Linked DNA regions of Mus musculus: regions 1 and 3 are each linked to region 2. A link is a contact called in public promoter capture Hi-C data. All regions are on one chromosome and are shown on one strand. Each heading gives the region's core, a stretch centred on a gene start, on an enhancer-like site or on the middle of the called end of the contact. The rest is flanking DNA. Distances are from core to core; before and after follow the strand shown. Region 1 holds the start of Ptpa (protein phosphatase 2 protein activator). Region 2 holds the start of Slc25a25 (solute carrier family 25 (mitochondrial carrier, phosphate carrier), member 25). Region 3 holds the start of Dolpp1 (dolichyl pyrophosphate phosphatase 1).

The links. Promoter capture Hi-C pulls out the DNA fragments that hold promoters and counts their contacts.
Region 1: a contact with region 2 is called in a promoter capture Hi-C map of pre-B cells, with 4 times the contacts expected there. The contact joins the promoter of Ptpa here to the promoter of Slc25a25 in region 2. A contact is called at or near these places in 2 of 39 promoter capture datasets (liver and pre-B cells).
Region 3: a promoter capture Hi-C map of pre-B cells shows a contact between it and region 2, with 2.8 times the contacts expected there. The contact joins the promoter of Dolpp1 here to the promoter of Slc25a25 in region 2. A contact is called at or near these places in 2 of 39 promoter capture datasets (liver and pre-B cells), 1 of 115 datasets of contacts at active chromatin or transcription factors (astrocytes) and 1 of 9 other capture datasets (liver).

Annotation. Positions count from the first base shown.
Region 1 is chr2:30,414,431-30,417,587 of GRCm38.p6, reverse strand. Ptpa (protein phosphatase 2 protein activator) reads right to left here and starts at 1,538. Exons shown (of 10, transcript NM_138748.5): 1 at 1,256-1,538. The coding sequence starts at 1,286. Crat (carnitine acetyltransferase) reads left to right here and starts at 1,840. Exons shown (of 14, transcript NM_007760.3): 1 at 1,840-2,276. The coding sequence starts at 2,250.
Region 2 is chr2:32,449,612-32,452,940 of GRCm38.p6, reverse strand. It overlaps Slc25a25 (solute carrier family 25 (mitochondrial carrier, phosphate carrier), member 25), which reads left to right and starts at 1,471. Exons shown (of 10, transcript NM_001164357.1): 1 at 1,471-1,874. The coding sequence starts at 1,617. It overlaps Naif1 (nuclear apoptosis inducing factor 1), which reads right to left and starts at 2,484. Exons shown (of 2, transcript NM_194335.2): 1 at 1-2,484. The coding sequence starts at 502.
Region 3 is chr2:30,390,937-30,394,347 of GRCm38.p6, reverse strand. Dolpp1 (dolichyl pyrophosphate phosphatase 1) reads right to left here and starts at 2,094. Exons shown (of 8, transcript NM_020329.4): 1 at 1,836-2,094. The coding sequence starts at 1,911.

The DNA.
Region 1 (3,157 bases), core at 289-2,788, 2.0 Mb after region 2:
ATGTCCCTTCCCTATTCATCTTCAGAGACACTCATTTCAAAAGGAGTCTGCCTGCCTGATAGCTACTCTTTTTTTTTTTTTTTTTGTGGAGACAGGGTTTCTCTGTATAGCCCTGGCTGTCCTGGAACTCACTCTGTAGACCAGGCTGGCCTCAAACTCAGAAATCCACCTGCCTCTGCCTCCCGAGTGCTAGCTACTATCTATGTCTTGATGTCAACACTAAAGTCGATTAAGACACATCCATAAGGCCAGGCAGTGGTGGCGCACTCCCAGCACATGGGAGGCAGAGGCAGGTGGATTTCTGAGTTCGAGGCCAGCCTGGTCTACAGAGTGAGTTCCAGGACAGCCAGAGCTTCACAGAGAAACCCTGTCTCGAAAAACAAAAACAAAACAAACAAAAACGACACATTCATAGAGATTTTGTATAACTTAAAATAAATGTCTGGTTTTGAATTCCACGTGTTCATATATTTAGGGGGGGGGCGCCACAAAAATGGTGCTTCTTTTGATTTTCAAATTTTCTTCCTCCTGAGACTTTCTTTGGGACCACAAAAAAGGAAGTGTGGTGGAAGGTACATCAAACACTATCAAAGTACGAGCTGAGTTTAGCCAACCTAGCCACTCTGTAAGAATTTTCCAGTCCTTCTTAACTACACGGAGTCAGCAAACTGCTTTCTCCTCCTCCAGGAAAGGGGGTCTCTACTGGAGCATCTGGCCTCTGTCTCTGCCCTAGTTACTTGAGATGGACCACAACGAGGCCACAGTGTAAATAAAAGTTACAGACGACGATGCCACCAACCCTCTCATTTTGTACAAACAGCCTCTTAAAATTAGTGGTTTAGACACCGTGGGCAGTTTCTCTCAATTAACTCTGCAGATACTGAAACCCCCAGAGCCAAGCCTGCAGGACGGAAGGAGGGACGGAGGGAGGGAAGACATGCAGGGTGGGCAGGACATGCATGAAGGAGCCTGGCGTCCGAGCGAGGCCCAGGTCCACCCGAGCGGAGTCTCATAAAGAACGCAGCCTCCTGGATCCCTCTCGCCCCGACCCCAGGCAACTCTGCCCCCAGGTCCAGAGCCTTTCCCCTGACCGCGCTCTGCCCGCCCGCCCTGGCCGGGTCGCCCTCACCGCCACCCGCCTGCAGCCCAGGCCGTCAGCCCTGCCTCCTCCGTCCCCAGAGCTCCTCAGACTCGGGAGACCCCCCGAGCCACACCCCTTTCCCACCCGCACGCCCGGGCCCTCCAACCGCCCTACCTGGCGGCGGCTGCCGCTCGCCCTCGGCCATCTTCTCCGTGAGGAGCCGGAGCGGATGCTCGCCGGTCCCTCTCAATGTTCACCCCGCAGCTCTCCCCGGCTCCGCCAAGCTTCCAGCAGGGAAATGAGCGCTGACTGGCTAGGACCGGAAGCCGAGAATTACAGTCACTCGCGCGAAGGCGGCAGCCATGCCGGTGCGAGGCACTCAGGGAGCATGCCCACCAACGGCCGTCTCGCGGCGGCCGCGCCGACCGAGGCAGCGGCCATCTTGGTGCGGGGCGCCGAGGAGCATGCGCACTAACGGCTGCCGCCTGCAAGCCAACTGCGGCGCTGGCAGCCATGTTTGTGCGGGGCGTCGGGTTCTGTTTGCTTGTTTGTTTGTTTGTTTGTTTGTTTTGGTGAGGGGTGATGGAGGGAATAGGTATGGCAGCAGTATTCTTGCGGAGCAAGGCCACCTGTCATCTTCTTTGTGCATGCCTCCACCCAAGCAATCTGAGACAGTCCCCAGTCAACAGTTGTGTTCTCCTGCCATTCCTAGAGTGACGTTCAAGGACACCAGTCAGACTTGAACGCACGTGACCGCCTCGACAGCTAAGGTGGCTTTCGGAGGCGGAGAGCACGAGCGGGACAGCGCCTACCGTTGTGACCCCGTGACGGGAGCCCAGCGCCGGGCTGCTAACAGCTGAGCTAGAGGTCCGTCTCCGCAAGCCCCGCCCTCTGCGGCCACTCCCCGGCTTGGGCCCACCCCGAGATCGGGGCGAGCGGCCGGGGACTGCGAGCCACCAAAGCTCCGCCCCGTGAGTCCTGCCCCACCGGCAGCCCGCCGGGCCCGGTGGCCGCGGGGCCGCCTCTACTGGCTAGCGGCAGTGACTCGGCGACCTTGAACCTAGAACCGGAGCCGCGAACCCACTGACCCCAGCACCCCAGCAGTGGCGCAGTCTTTACCCAGCGCGAGGGGCGGAGCGGACCAAGTGTCCGCAAACAGACTGGGACGATGTTAGCCTTTGCTGCCAGAACCGTGGTGAGTTCGCCCAGCAGGGCCATGGACGGGACAAGACGGGCGGGCCTCCAGCAACGGTCAAGAAAACCCCAGACCGGCTGGTAGGGTGCGATCTGCAAGGTGGATAAAGGAGACCAGGTAAGGGGTGGGTTCGATCCCAGAAGAAGACTGAGAAACCTAGGTTCAAGTCTTTTGTACCTTTCCACTCCACTCCTCCCTAATGCTCCCAGTTATTCGGACTCAGACACCTGTCGGGGCTACTGGTTAGAGAGCTCAGCCCTAGGCTATGCTTCTGCCCGACTAGAGCCACTTCTCCAAGCCTACCCAGTCTCCTTGAGTTCATCAGATGCCCACCCTCCCCATTGCATATTGCTAAGAGAACCTCAGGTGGAGACTAGTACTGAAAATCCCCCAAACAGGCAGGAGGAGGCAGGAGGTGGCAGGCTGCCCCTCACCATCCTTATCTAAAGCAGCTATCCTAATGGTGAGCTCCTGTCCTCTCTGATTCAGGCTGTCTATCCAGCTGTGAACTGGACTGCCCTGTCAGACACTGGGTTGGCAGCTAAGACTGAGATTCTACTAAGAGTCCTGGCAGCACCTGAGACCCTCCTCCAAGTCGTCCCGCCTTCCGTCACCCTCTGGGACCACCTTACTGCATAAGCATTTTAATGCTAGGGAGACTGAAACAAGGAGACAATCAAATCCCATGGTTGTGCTAATAAACTGAGCCCAAATGGGGTCTTTTGGCTTATTACTCACAGCAGAAGCACAAAAGTGTATTTCCCCCACTATTGATCCCAACCTGGATGATCCAGAACTCATTTAGAAAAAACAAACAAACCACCAAAAGAGGGGTGGCCACCAAGGCCCTGAGGTCTGGAAGGGAAACAGCTGGGCAGGTG
Region 2 (3,329 bases), core at 222-2,721:
GGGTGACGGTGGCTGCGGCTGTAGTGGCCGTGGATCCGAGGGCCACGGGATGGATCTCTGTGGTACTGGGTAGGCTGATGATGGTGGCCTCACCCAACAGGTTGCAGATCCTCTGTTGCATAGGGGTCAGCAGTACAGGAGCTATGGCTGTGCCACTGCCACCACTGCCACTGCCTGTCCCAGGCCCACCAGCTCCATCATCTTCTGTGGGCCCTGGAGCTTCGCCACCTTCTACAGCAGCTCGGACTTGGGCAACCTTGCGACGGACCTCGGTCTTGAGGTCGGACCACTTCTTCTTGACTTCGGGCAGCTCCCTACGGCAGGTGGCCACAGCGTTGACCCTTCTCAGGATGCCATGCCAGGCTGCACTCTTGGCAGCCAGAGGGACCCCAGCATTGAAGTGGTTCACCAGCAGGTGCTTCTTCAGTTCCAGTTCCTCCACGATGATCTCCACTTCCCGCTCTGAAAAGTTCATCTTCCTCTTCTTGGCTGGGACAGCCATGGCCTCCCCTTTCCTCTCTTTTTAAAGAAATTATAATGCTCTTAACAGCCCCAATTTCTCTTCTCTTCTTCCTCAGCCTCGCCTCTCTTTCACTCCCACCCCCTTTAGGGGGACAGGCAGGGCTTGTTCAAGGCCAAGTACCAGGCCTTAAGTAACCCCCCTCGCTACGCAAAGTGCGTAGGGCCCAGCCCTGACCGGCCCGACCGCCGCCAGCCAGCTGCGTAATGGCTTCCTGAATCTGCCTCTTCCGCTGGGGTGTGCGGAGATCCGCCCACTTCCCTTCTTCCCGCCCCTCGGCACATCCCTGAGAAGCCCCGCCCTCCAGGTTTGGCGTGGCTCAAATATCTGGCCGATCACTGGCTCTCCAGGCCTGCCATTCCTCCTAGAGGACACACCTCTTTGCTAGAACTGGCCTGGTCATTGGTCTAAAGTCTTGTCTGTCGCTTCAGGATGTCCGCCCACACGGACATTATTCACTTCCATTGGAAAAGCAGACTGTCGTTCAGTTCGTGTCGCGACTATTACGTTGTAAAATTCAGTTGTTTTATTGGCAGTTTAGAAGACTCCTAAAGCTTAGCCTCCTGATTTTGATTCGTGTTCTCGGTTTCGAGTCGTCAGCCCGTTAAATTTTCATTTTATTCAATGGTGCTGTGTTTTCTAACTTCAGTCCACAGTTACCCTCATATACATTTCATTTCCACTGTTAGCTACGATCTCTCCTTACACAACGCTCCTCTCAGCCTCATCATTCCGCAGTCTAAATAGAGCTTCTGAATGGGAATTGGACACAAGGCTTTCTGCTTGCCTATTACCCAGCTTCAGCCAATCCCCGGCTCCCTCAGTTTGAATCGCCTTCGAGCTGGCACGGTGACTCCGCCCCCTCATTGATCCCGGAGCCGACATACCGGCCTATGATTGGTCGGCAGTGCGCCAGAGGGCGCGGTCAGCGCCTCTGCGCGCCGCGGGGCGGGGCTCCCGGAAGCGGCCCCTCCCTCCAGTCGGCCGGCTTCTCGGAGCCCGCGCTCGCTGTCTGAGGAAAGCCGGCGTGCTTCCGCGCTCGGGTCGCTCTCCTGCCGCCTTCAGCCCGGCGTCCGGCGCCCCCGCCTCGCGCCCGATGGTGAGCAGTGTGTTGTGCCGCTGCGTGGCCTCCCCGCCGCCGGACGCCGCCGCCACCGCCTCGTCGTCCGCCTCGTCGCCGGCTTCTGTAGGGGACCCGTGCGGCGGCGCCGTCTGTGGCGGCCCGGACCACCAGCTACGCCTGTGGAGCCTCTTCCAGACACTCGACGTCAACCGCGACGGCGGCCTGTGTGTCAACGACCTGGCGGTGGGGCTGCGGCGCCTGGGACTGCACCGCACGGAGGGCGAGCTCCGGGTAAGTCTGCGTGCGCCGTCCGCGCGGGCGGGGAGGATCCGGGAGGTCTTGAGGAGAGAGACCGACGCCAAGGGGACGGGTCGGGACCGCAGGACTTCTCGGGCTGCTTTCTGTAGCCTGTCAGGTTTCGACGGACGCTGCTAGAGCTGAGCGGAACCCCTGGTGTTGGGGGGGATAGTGTCCCTCCACTGACAGATGGAAAGGAAATTCACACCTTGTTAGTGTGGGGCTCCTCAGGTGGGAGATGGGGCCGTGAGAAAAGCTCGTCGTGGCTACAGATGGGCACCCTTGGGTCTCTTTGATGGACAGAAAGCCCCCTCTACTTCCCTCTAGATAGAAGGACAGATAGATCTCAAGATTGCCCTACGGACCTCAAGGCCAAGTTGGTGCCCATCCTCCCTCAACACCTAGGTTCCTATCCACCCATTCTCATTGGCACCCCTTGTCTGTCTGTCTGTCTCTCGCTCGCTCGCTCTTCTCCCCCCACTCTCGTTTCCATGCCACCGGTGCCTCTAATCTGGTTGCTCACAGAGACATGTGGGTGTTGGGGAAGAAAAAAATGGGAACTGGGGTTCTAGGCAGATCAGTGTGGATGTGGGTGATGAAGACTGAACAGTTCTTTCTCATGGCTTAGACCCAGCCCCCCACTGCTGTTTCAGAACACTGGGTCATGATCCCTTTGTCGAATTGGAGTGCGAATATGTTAAAGAATCTGAAGAAAGATTCTTTTTTTGTTTGTTCGGTTGGTTTTGGGGATTTTTTTTTTCTAGACAGTGTTTCTCAATGTAGTCCTGGCTGCCCTGGAACGCCCTCTGTAGACCAGGCTGGCCTCGGAATCAGAGATCCACCTGCCTCTGCCTCCTGAGTGCGCCGGGATTAAAGGCCTTTGCCACCATCGCTCAATTGGAACTTTTTTCAAAAAATGAAAGTTAGATACATCTAAGGATATTTGTTGGCTGGAAAGGGATGGGCCAAGACTGGGAGACAGGGGTGGAGAAATGGCCATTTCTGGGTCTGCAAGAAACAGAACTACTATCCTTCCTGCACAAGAAGCCCTGAGCAGTGGCTTTTTCTTCCCTTTCTGTTTCATGTTGGTTTTTCAGTTTGACTTTAACTGTGGCTTCCCTTTACCAAGTGTTTCATTATTGTGGCATAGACTGGCTTACAATCTGGGGTGATTCTAATGAGCAGTTTGCCTGATAACCAGTTTGTGGCCAAAATTAGTATTTGGTTCATTTGTATGTACAGTAATTACGAATTTCATAGCCAAATATGAAGAAAACCTGGTAAGGTGGCAGTGAATTATGCCAGTTTGTTACTTAGGTGGCCACATAAAGTGTCATGTCCAAGATAATCTTGGATCAACATCCAAGGTATTTAACCTACTTAGTATCAGCATAGGAAGCCCAAGGACAGCACCGAGCAAAGCAGAATCCTTGGGGTAAGCCCAGAGAT
Region 3 (3,411 bases), core at 845-3,344, 2.1 Mb after region 2:
TCTGTGCAGACCTGGCCCACTTCCCTCCCACCCTCTGCTCCAGTTGCAGGGACATTACTGCAGCTCCCTGAACACACTGTGCTGTCCTACTTCTGGACCCATACATACACACGTGGCTTCCCCCACCTAGGATGCTGCCTAGGTGAACTCAAAAAACAAAAGCTAAGAGGCAGCACAGCCACAATCACAAGGGTGAGAGCCTGCTGAGATGTGTGACTGGGACATGGTGACCCACTGGCTAGTGTAAGTAGCTGTGTGGGGCCTCTCTTTGCCCTCTGTACTTTAGGGTAGTGACAAGGTCTCCATAACCTACTGTCTTGAGTGTAGCAATGTAGGACACGCCACAGGACTCAGGCATGAAGGAAGCATGTTCAGTGTAGTGAGCGACATCAAGTGCAGGGGTACCTTGCCAGATATCCTCGGGCTCAACCAGCCCCCACAGCACACACAGCCTTGTATGTGTTATGGTGTTCACAGCTGCAGGCTCTTCTCACCTGAAAGGCCATGAGCCCTCCAAGAAGCTACTCTGACGCCAAGGACGGAGAGTCGGGAAGCTGTGGAGACCCCAGTCAGGTCTCTCCCCTTCACCAGGCCTGTTTTCCCTCCTCAGGGGCAGAGACTTTCCATAGAACAAGAGTGCAGGGACTTCATCATTCCAAACCCCGAGCTGGCCCAGGGCCTTGCACCCGGGAGATGCTATGCTAAGGGAATGCAGAATGAATGGATGGATGGGTGGTTGGGTAATGAACAGGCACTTTGATAGGGCCCATCCCTGGACTGCCACACCTTAAGTATAACCCAGAACACCCAGAGGCAAAGTTCTCCTGGCCTGTGGCCCTGTGTTCTCAGCAGACCCAAGTTCTCAGGCCCTCTACCCAAGAGGACAGGCCCTTCCTGGACAACCAGAGGCCAGCAAGGGGGCCCCGGCTGCTCAGCAACAAACATTTATCCAGGGAGGGTGCTGGCAAGCTAGAGAGATAAACTACAGGTATTTACTGGGTGTCCACTGTGGGCCAGGCTCTGTGCCCAGCACCTCTTAGGCCTGTGGTCATTTGAGTCACACACCATTACAGAAAGGAGACACTGTACTTGGAGCCACTTAAGATGAAGTGACTGGAGGGGTGGTGCCTACCCTGGAGCCCGGAAACGTCTCACCCCAAGGCCTAAGCTCCGCTCCGCTCCACTCTATGGAGCCGAGCCGGAACTTCAGAACCATGGCTAATGGACCTTCCCACCAGAGAGGCGGGCACTCCCAGAGGCGTGTCAGATGGAAGCTCTTACAAGTCAGGCTCCCAGGGGCTGCATGCCCCCTTGGCGGCTGGCCTCTGCCGCGCTGCTCAGGGCGTGGCGCCGCAAATTCTCCCAAACCTGGCCTGGGTTTGCACACTCCCTGCAACTGGGAGCTTTCTCCAGTGAGCAGCCCGCAGCGTAGTGAAGGAAACTGTCACTCCCTGCACAGCCGAGCAGGAGTGCGGCCTCTCTGGCTCGGGGGAGGGCGGGGCACAAGGGACAAAGTCCAGGCCCAGATCCTCGCCCGCCCTATCCAGACCCTCCCCCGGCCCAGGACAGCCCACCAGCACCCCGGGACCCCGGAGAGCGACTCGGCCGCGCAGCCGCAGAGCACACGAGCGAGCCGCTCGCAATTTCTCCCTGCTCATCGCCGCCTCACTGCGCCTGCGCGGCGCGCGCGCCGGCCGAGCCCCTCCAAGGCTCGCTGTTTGACAGTTCCCACCGCGGTTCCAAGGCGCCCCGAAGGCGGTCCGCGCGGCCCGGAACGCCCGGGGCTGTGGCGGCAGCTCGAGGAGAACGTCCTCGGAGCCGGGGCAGGCTCTTACCTGCAGGGTATTCGACGTGGGTGAGGGTCACTGGCCGCCATGAAGCGGGGAGCGAGCACTGTCCGTCCGCTGCCATCTTACCCGGAGACCGGGCTTCGCAGAGCAGCCAATGGGGAGCAAGGGGGGCGGTGGTCCTGACCTATCACGCCGGGGAGACGCCACGCACCCAATCCGAGGCCGATTGCAGGTAGTGGCGCAGCCATTCAGTGTGCAGGTCGTGAGGCTGGCCCGTGCGGCGAATCAGAGAGCGGGGACTCGCGCAGCTTTGCCAGTGTCCAATCCCGTGCGAGTTCAGGTAGTTGACTAACCAATCAAGAGAATGGAGCACTCGCAGCGCAGGACAGAGCGCAGAACAGCCAATCAAAAGGTAAGCTTAGCTCGGCGTGTGGGAAGGGCGAGCCAATCAGGCGCTATCTCGGGGGGCGTGTTGTACTTTGGTGGGAGCTTTGGTTAGGCTGGCACCTGCGCCCAGAGTTAAAGCTCCTGAGAACCCAGAGCGCAGTGGAGGAGCAGCCTCAGCACCACCGGGTCTCAACCGACCCATTTGGAAAACAAAAATGTGTTCCTCACTATGAAGGCTAGGCTTGCCCCAGCATCATTCTGCCTCGTCCTCCAGGTTCTGGCTTCCTGTCCATAAATGTAAACTGAAGTCAAAGACCTAGTGCAGTTTTTTATTGCCCTTTACTGACAGACAAGAGGTGCAGTTCCGCAAAGGAACTTTTCTGTTAAAAAAAAATTATTGGTCCTCACTTCTGGGATGTAGCACATATTGTAGATATCTTAGATGGGATGCTATACGTTTCAATTACGCCGTAGCGTAGTGAGGCCACTTGGGACCATTTTCAGTATAATCCAGATGTTCCATCTACCCTTCTCTGTTTCCCCATTCTTGAAGAAACATTCTTGAAGAAACAGCCACACCTCCCACCCACGTCCCCTTTCTGAACCAACTCTCTCCAGACAGACCTACTTACTGTCTAGGCCAGATTCCAATTCCTCAAATTTCTCTGCAAGGAATGGGCACACACACTCCTGCCCCATTTGCCTGGCCCAGGCTGACTTGTCAGTTCATAGCTTCAGGTTCTGAAAATTAAGAGAAGGGCCTCCACAGAAGCAGGGGGATCTCTGTGAGTTGGAAGCCAGTCTGGGCTACCTCAGAAAGGGGGTGGGGGAGTTCCAGTGGTCTCCCACAATTGCACCTCCTTTGCCTACCTCATCTCTGGCTACACTTGACTGTAATTATTTCCTTGTCTGCCTCTGCCAGTATGCAACGGTTCTCTGACCTCTGACTAAGGCCCAGAGCATGTACAGTAAAAAAATAAAAATAAAAGCAGGTTCCGGGTCTGCCTTAGACCTGGGGGTACCCAGTAGGTCTAGGTTGGAGCCTTGGCCCTCCATATTCTATGTTCTGAGGTCACTAGCTACAGTGGCTTAGTCTGGCAGCCCGTGGAAGCCAGAATTGTAGGTTACTCTAAGTAGGCTGGGGACTCAGAATCCCCCAGTGGTGTTCAGCTTGTCTTCCGTCTCCCTACCCAGCCTGAACTTATCCAGCTGGGCCCACCTCCTAGTCACCTGC